Regions from separate parts of the Salmo salar genome. Here region 2 is linked to region 1. Evidence: chromatin contacts called from public Hi-C data. All regions are on one chromosome and are shown on one strand. Each heading gives the region's core, a stretch centred on a gene start, on an enhancer-like site or on the middle of the called end of the contact. The rest is flanking DNA. Distances are from core to core; before and after follow the strand shown.

What was found. Hi-C and Micro-C count contacts between places; a contact is called where the count stands out from the background.
Region 2: a contact with region 1 is called in a Hi-C map of gill, with 3 times the contacts expected there. The contact joins the promoter of LOC106567118 here to the promoter of LOC106567120 in region 1. A contact is called at or near these places in 2 of 3 Hi-C or Micro-C datasets (gill and muscle).

Annotation. Positions count from the first base shown.
Region 1 is chrssa13:39,737,519-39,741,529 of Ssal_v3.1, reverse strand. It overlaps LOC106567120 (zinc finger protein 217), which reads right to left and starts at 2,243. Exons shown (of 5, transcript XM_014136040.2): 1 at 1,956-2,243; 2 at 1-543. The coding sequence starts at 403.
Region 2 is chrssa13:39,949,876-39,954,332 of Ssal_v3.1, reverse strand. LOC106567118 (zinc finger protein 64) reads right to left here and starts at 1,393. Exons shown (of 6, transcript XM_014136035.1): 1 at 1,155-1,393; 2 at 697-858; 3 at 362-505; 4 at 26-88. The coding sequence starts at 1,176.

The DNA of each region.
Region 1 (4,011 bases), core at 994-3,493:
CCAGCTCGCTGGCGTCCTCTGTGGTTCGATCACACACAACACAGCTAAACACCTCCACCTCCTTTACAGATGGCAAGCTGGGTTTGGACCTGGCCCTTTCACCTGGGATCAAGTACTCTGCCTCCACACACAAAACAGCAGGTTCAAACAGTGTTGTGGGGTGCTGGGTCAAGACGTGTGGGCCCAGGTCATCTTGGTGTGTGAAGGTCTGGTCACAAAACATGCAGTCCAGGGCTTCCAGCAGGCTTTCCTCAGGCTGAGGCTCAGCCTTGTCAACGATGTTACAGTGAGGGGTCATGCTGGAGCCGGCCCCTGGCGTGCTAGCACCACTACTAATGTTTAGACTGTCTTGTCCAAGTCCATCTGGACTTTCCACATATGGCAACAACAGGTGAGTTGGCATTTCCTCCCCAAAAGTTGTGCAATTGATCTATATACACTTGAGTATTTCCTTAGGCAAGGAGTTACTGGATGAAGTTGCTGAATATCATTGTGGAAGACTGGCAGTGAATCACCCAGGGGAGTTAGGTCTTAAGTACATTCCTGTAGAAGAAACAGGGGAAAACTAGTTGATATCATCATGGCAAGGTGAATTGGCCTAAGAATGCTAAAAGGCACCAAGATGACTCAAATAAAACAGAAGTTGAGTTCTCATATTGAAACTAGATATGAGACTATATACATTTCCTAGTATGATAAACTAGTGTGAAGAATGCATCATTTTGCTGCACGTTCGACAGTTTGCTATTACTGCAAAGATACTAAACATGACTGGCAAAGCCTTGGCTTGGTTCTCTTTTTAGCAGTTGGATAAAATGTGGAATAACTGGATAAACTAGTTCATACAAGATTACATATTTAAAATGACGACATTGCATAAAGAGTTTGATAGTATCTACAAAAAGATGGTCAATTATTTGTAATTAATTTATTTCAAAATGTTCCTATTTTGGTTTCCACTTCTGAGTAAATGTATTCTGACCTAGCAGAATATGTTCATTCTTTGTTCAACAAGCCAGTGTTGGCAATCAGTTAAAGCTGTACACAGTTTCATAAGGAAGTTACAAGGAAGTTACAAGTTTCATCCTCCATGATGAGAAAATACTCAACCTAAAATATGAGGCTTCTCTGTATGAACCATCCCAGTCAACCACCTATTTTTTTTTAATATGATAGTTTTTTTCTAGTCGTATTTGATCAAACAGGTCTCCAATTTGTTCTCGAGCGATTATTGTTATGCAACGTGATAAAACAAATGATGCACTGGTCGAGTTAATCCAACGGTTATGAATCTGTAATGCATGCCAAATTAAATGGCTAATAGATGAAGTTGTATAGCTATAACTATTCATGTCACACACAAAAAGATAAATCGTGCATATCATGGATTTTCTATTGGAGATACATTTGCTATTATTCAATAATACAGACAAAAGTTAACACTTTTGTAACTCGTTTTGCTAGCTATGCGGCTAGCTACATCCTGCTTACTAGCACTAGCTAGTTAAATTAACGTCTGCTAACCACCCATATTATTTGAAACATTGGGACAGCGGTTTCCTATCAAACATTGCAAAATTCAGCCATTTGGATAAAATAGCTGGCTAACGTTACCTAGCTAAACACGCTAGTTCCTAATTTAGCAGGAACAAAGTCAAAGACATCGCTAACAATTTCTGGACTCAGACATAGCTAATAAAACAGTGATCCAAATTAACCATAATTTGAGTTCACCTTCAGAAATACTTAGATAGCTAGCAATCAATGCTGGTACACTGATTGTTGTTTGTTTCAGATAAAACTGCAACACGAAAACTCACCAATATCTACCAATTCAGGCTTTCCAGGTAAACTTTCGATTAATCGAAAAAATAGTTATCTAGCTAATTGTGAAATAAACTGCGTGTTATGTCCTCTCCCCAAACTAGTTCAAGAATAGTAGCTACTATAGTCACCTTGCTACAATTGTTTGTCGGTCATATTGTTCTTTTTCAACGCTTGCATCCTCACTGTGCAGCTGTTGAGTTCTGAAGCGCGTTCTTAACGAATCCGGGAGAGATGTAGCGCGTGCACTTCACGGCCCCAAAAGCGAGACAGGGACAGTCACGTGGTCGAAACTTTTGATGAAGTAAATTATTCTAATCTAAAGAATAAACAAAAGTTGAATATGCTATTTCGCAAGGTCTCCGCTGTCTTGTGGGACGCACAAATGGACGCGCAAAAAAAAACGTATCTCTTATGAAAACAAGGTTACAGAACGTCTGTAGATATATTAGGCCTGTCCTACAAAAGACAAGAACAAATGTAATCATTGCAGTGGCGTTTGTGTCACGGGATGATTAGTCAGCTATTGATTTGGTCTGAGAGAGGATAGGCCTAGATAAGATAATTAATTGGCTAGTGTTACTCTATTCTGTATAAGACTGATGTATGGGCTAGTACACATTTGATTGTATCCTACATCATTTCCATTTGAGACAGCCACAGTTAGTTAGCAACTAGGCCTAAATAAATTAGCAATGTTTTAGCAACTCTTTGTGCTAAGCAAAATTCTCAACGCCATGTTGACTACCTTTTACATGTCTCTCACTCCACTTCCCATTGCAACAGAACAGAGCACCATTTGGGGAGGGGGGATGGGGACCTAAAACTCAGCTACGTGTGGGATTATGTGCTATGCAGGAGCAGGTCATTGTGCTTTTCAAGCATTGAATGATAGCCCTTGTGACATTAGTTTGAATGTTTAGCTCAAAGAAATAAGTGGTTTATAATTAAGCAATAAGGCCAGAGTGGTAAATGGCCAAAATAGTGGTAAATGGCCAAAATACCACGGCTACGGGCTGTTCTTATGCATGATGCAATGTGGAGTGCAGCCCTTATCCGTGGTATATTAGCCATATACCACAAACCCCTGAGGTGCCTTATTGCTATTATAAACTGGTTACCAACATAAATATAACAGTAAACAAGTATTTTTTCATCATACTAGTGGTATATTGTCTGATATACCACAGCTTTCAACCAATCAGCCAGCATCCAGGATCCAAACTAACCAGTTTATCATCCATAACATGCCATAGCCTACTACAGTACAACCAATAAATACACCTACGGGGTCTACCGAATGGAACATTAAATGAATATCCATTCAAGCTATAAAAAGTGGATGAATGTATTTACTCAAAGAGAGTGTAAAGTCGAGACCAATACTTTATGCTTTCTTAGTACAGCTGATCACCTTTCCTCTTCTTTTCATCAGAGTACTTGCATGTCAAAGCAACAGCTTCTCCCCTCCCCCACACCAGCTCCTCTGACAGCTGGCAGTAGCATAGATCTCACTGTGGTTCTTCTCTCAATCATTATGCCATTGACTACTCCAAAAAATCTATTCACAATTTGCTTTTTCACATAAATGATGTACTAATCCTACTTTACCTCATGAATAGGTAAACTCGCCCTTTTTTATTTTGTGAGGGCTCAAGAAAGTCAGGAAACCTAACTAATAACAATCATATTGTCTTTGGATGTTGGATGTTAACCCCACCCCAACCTAACCCTCCTCCTACTACTAGCATAGATAAACAATACTTGAGTGATTAAGGTTCTATGTTACAGTTTTGTTAGTTTCAGATACTTTGACTTGATGATTAATGAACAAAGATATGTAGATCTTTTTTACTTGCTTTCCTGGTTAGAAACACATTCAATCAAATAATTATATATAATAAAACAATTATATGAATTATAGGATCTCTAAAACTAGACATTGAGATTAACATTTTCAATGAAGAAAGCATTCATCACACCCTCCTAAACCATTTGAATTTTTTTTTCCTATTCTGAATGGTTTAAGGAATACATCACAGTGCAGTAGTCATTGGGAGAGAAACCCATCCCCAGCTGTCAAGAGTGATGAAGAACAGTGAACAAATCCACATCGACCGCTGTCAGCAGGCATTTGCCAAAACATCTCCAGCAACTGGCTGGAACATTGCCATGGATCTCCACCCA
Region 2 (4,457 bases), core at 144-2,643, 210 kb before region 1:
TAATAATACTGGTATTGTTACATACCAGTATGAGTTTTGAGATGCCGCTCCATGTCTTTTTGACCGTACTGTGTCTTGAAAGAGCAACCTAGGGGCAAAGGAATAAATTATGCATTTGATTAGAAAATTGATTGATTCATGCAGCCTGAATATAATAGTGTTGTTTGAACCACATTTCAAGGCCACTTCACTGTAGAATTAAGTTGTGTAAAAGTCAGCTATCAAAAAAAGTAAATGTGACCCAGTAAATAACTAATTGGTTGCAACTGACCAGCAAATAATGTGCTTCCTCCCTTGCAGCTGTATGGAAGCAATGTGTCAGAAGAGTAATAAACGAGGAAAGAGGGAGTGAGCTACCAACCTGAGAAACAGCAGCTGCGTCTCTTTGAAGTCAGGGCAGGTTTTATTTTTTTGGAAGGTGTTTTTGGGGCTTTGGTCAGGATCTTTTTGACACCTCTCATAACACACGTCTGGTAGGCTTCCTCAAAAAACTCTGTGCTGGAATCTGGGGGCAAAGGGAGGATATTCTGACTGTAAAGGATACATTTCCAGACAACTGAGTTACCAAATAACAAAGGACTTTTTTTTAAACTTGAAAACATATAGACTATTCATTGTTTCAACAGTATAATAAAAGGAGTCTGGGGTAGCATGTTCAAACAAGATCGTGTAGGGAGAGACATCTTATGGTCTTACCTGTAAGAGTGGGTGCGGAATTTGATGCTGATATGTTAGAGGAGGGTATATGACAGCCATTTTGCTTGTGGGCCAGAAAGACCTCAAAGTTATTGTACTGCTGCTTACAGAAGCCACAGATGTGGATATCTGGGCTCACTTCCACAAGTACATGGTTCCCTCCTGTTGATGAGGGAAAAAATGGGATAAAACCCAGCTTTTATTCAAGACCATGATGATTATTGACAACCATAGCCTACCCTGCAATACCAAGACTAATCCTACCTTTGAGTAGGGACTATTTGAATGTAGGCCTACTTTGCAACTTGTAAACATAGCTAGCCATATTTTCATATAATTGCTAACAACAGACTGCTAGATGATAAAGGCATTGGACCTTTTTGTGTAGCACAAATATTTAAATGAATAATTTGACTACCAAGTGGACTTTGTTTTGAACATTTGTTATGAGTTCTTACCCCCTCCGTTGAATGATGCCATTTTAACGCTAATATAGCTGGATATCAATTCAGTTTAGGGCTCCCCTAACGTAGGCTACCGACTTGGGACGGGCGCCTCGAATCGAATCCATTCAACATAAGTATACAATACAACAAGCGCCTTTGAAATAGCAAAAGTTTATTATCTACTGACTTTTAGCTCTGAACTCTCTACTGGCAACATTGTTGCAACCATTTTACGACAGGCTCCCTTCACTTTTCGGCAGTACACACTTTTCCTCCAGGGGAATTTATTTTTCATTTTCATTTCAGCGCATTACTGCCATCTAATGACTCGGAGGTCTCAGTTCCCAGCATCCGCCACATACTTGACTCGTAACCAAGGGCCTTATTCTAATGAAATCCAAAATCTTTGAATTGCTTTGTAAAAATCCAAACAAAAATAGGATCCAAACAAACAAATGTCAGAGAGGAAGAGGTGAAGCGAGAGGGATTAGCTCCCAAAATGAATCATTAAGCTAATTATGAGTTTTTGTATGGGGACAATGAGTGTCGAATTTAGTCAAGATAAAAAATGTATTGCTATTTTGATACAACTTATTTGATAGAAGTTTCATAATGCTTAGGTTGTTACGAGTGCACTGATATAAGTGTGATGCATGTGACATCCTGGCAACTTTGAGAAAAAAAACACATTATATTGTAGTTGTACCAGTTGAAATTCGAGAGGCTAACGCAGCATCTCACTCACCGTTGAATACACGCGGTTGACATAAACAAACAGTTTTTAAATTATGAAATGTATCCACAAATCCAAAGAGAGGAATAAGCAGGATCTTAATGTGAAATGTCAGCCTATTCCTCTCTGTTCATCTGCAGATGGTGTTCTTTTTGACAGGTGAGTGATCAAAACGGTAACTTTACATTTTACTACATGTTGTTTATTTACCGCCTAGGGCCTAGGCTTAGATCAGCGGTGGGCAAACTTTTTTGAGATAGGGCCACATCGGGATTTTGAAATTTAAGGGCCACACATTTTTGGGGTTTGTCAAAATCAATTTGCGGGCCAGAAAAAGGGCAGTTATTTGAAGATATATGTCCATTATAATTTCTACATACTTTCTATCTAGTTGTAGACACCAATGAGTTGCCTGGAGTGTTATTTTAACCCAAAATAATATTTTTTATAATATTTTTTTAATATTCTAATCATAATTTAAAAAAAAAATCTTCTCAAATATCACCTGGCCTCCCGAGTGGCACATCGGTCTAAGGCACTGCATCGCAGTGCTAGAGATGTCACTACAGATCCAGGTTCGATCCCGGGCTGTGTCGCAGCCAGCCGCGACCGGGAGACCCATGAGGTGGCACACAATTGTCCAAGCATCGTCCGGGTTAGGGGATGGTTTGGCCGGCTGGGATGTCCTTGTCCCATTGCACTCTAGTGACTCCTTGTGGCGGATGGGCGCATGCACGCTAACTTCGGTAGCCAGCTGTACAGTGTTTCCTCCGACACATTGGTGTGGCTGGCTTCCGTGTTAAATGAGCAGTGTGTCAAGAAGCAGTGCGGCTTGGCAGGGTTGTGTTTCGGAGGACACGTGGCTTTTGACCTTCGTAGTCCACGTTCAGCTCCTTGGTCTTGCTGACGCTGAAGGAGAGGTTGTTCTCCTGGAACCACCACACTGCCAGGTCTCTGACCTCCTCCCTGTGAGCTGTCTCGTCGTCGGTGATCAGGCCCACCACCATCGTGTGTTATCTGCAAACTTAATGATGGTGTTGGAGTAGAACATATTCCAGTCTGTGCTAGCGAAACAGTCCATTCGCTTAGCATCCGCTTCATCGGACCACTTCTGTATTGAGTGCGTCACTGGTACTTCCTGTGTGAGCAGGAATCAGAGGATCAGGAGGATAGAGTTATGGTCAGATTTGCCAAATGGACGGCGAGGGAGAGTTTTGTATGTGCCTTTGTGTGTGGAGTAAAGGTGACCTAGAGTTTTTTTCTCCTCTAGTTGTACAGGTGACATGCTGGTAGAAATGAGCTCAAACGGATTTATTTCATTTTTATCTTTGCTAAAAGACGTATCTGTAAAGTGTAGGCTATGTATGCAACAACTGCTGCTGCTAAAATGGTTTATGCATGTATGGGTTATCTAATTAATACTGCATGTATGGGTTATCTAATCTTTCTCATTGGTCAATTTTGTTTTCCCAGATGTGGATAGCGAAAAGCCATGATCTACAGCTGATGGGTAAGCAAAGGCCAGGGTTCTGAAGATTTGACTCTCCTGTTTACTTTTCTTCCCTCTGAACAACAAGTTCCTAATCTTCACTTCTCTCCCCAGCAGTGTTTGTGTGATATGTCTTTCAGTCATATGTTGTTGACTATTATGGATGGTAGTAGCAGTTTGAACCAAACCTGGCTGATGCGACCCACATGGTACAAAGCGAGCTTGACTCAAAATCCAAGCGCCGTACTAGGTAGGCTAATGAGTGAAAGGTTCAGTGGCGACCCGTCATACAGAACCCCACCTGTTATGAGCCCCACCTGTTTAGCTTGTTGTTTTGTTGTTGTTGCCTGTTTTGCATGTTATTTTGGCATTACTATGTGTCACATATCAGTTTGCAAACCATGTACAAAAAATATAATTGAGTTAATAAAGCAGTATAAAAACATGGTCTTTTTTTTGCTTTCTTGAGTATGTAGGTGTTTCAGACTAGCGCTGTGCTTTCTGTGGTGGTGGGGCAGTCAGCGGAAAATACAGAGCTTACGGGTTGGTAATGTTCTCTAGTTGCACCGTGATTGGCTCAGTGTTCTGTCACTCATGGGGACACTACATCACCACAAAATCTATGGGGATCTGTGGCCATAGATTTACATTAGAAGCGCCCATCCAAGAAGGCTCAAGGTCATTGGCTACAGATAAAATGACGTCAATTCACTTTGTATCTACCGTAGCTTTGATTGGACTGATCATGTCAACGGCATACTTTCAAACTCTTAGCTAGCAAGCTAGACAAGCAGTCGTCATCATGAATCAAGTCGACAATCTACTGGCAAATTCTTTTCAATTCTTGTCAAATGAAGAGAAATTATAGATAAAAGGTATTGGTGCTCATCGGCCATGGGACATAAACATTACACAACAATTTGGAAATCACAAATTCAACAATGAGTGGTTTGGAAGGAATCAGTGGCTAACTGCAAGTGTTGCAAAGCAATCACTAGCCTGCTATTCAATGGAGTCGATTTGTGGTCCAAGTCTGGGTTTAAGGGTCCCTTTTACAAGCTTAAAAGGATAAACATTCACATGCAACACCATG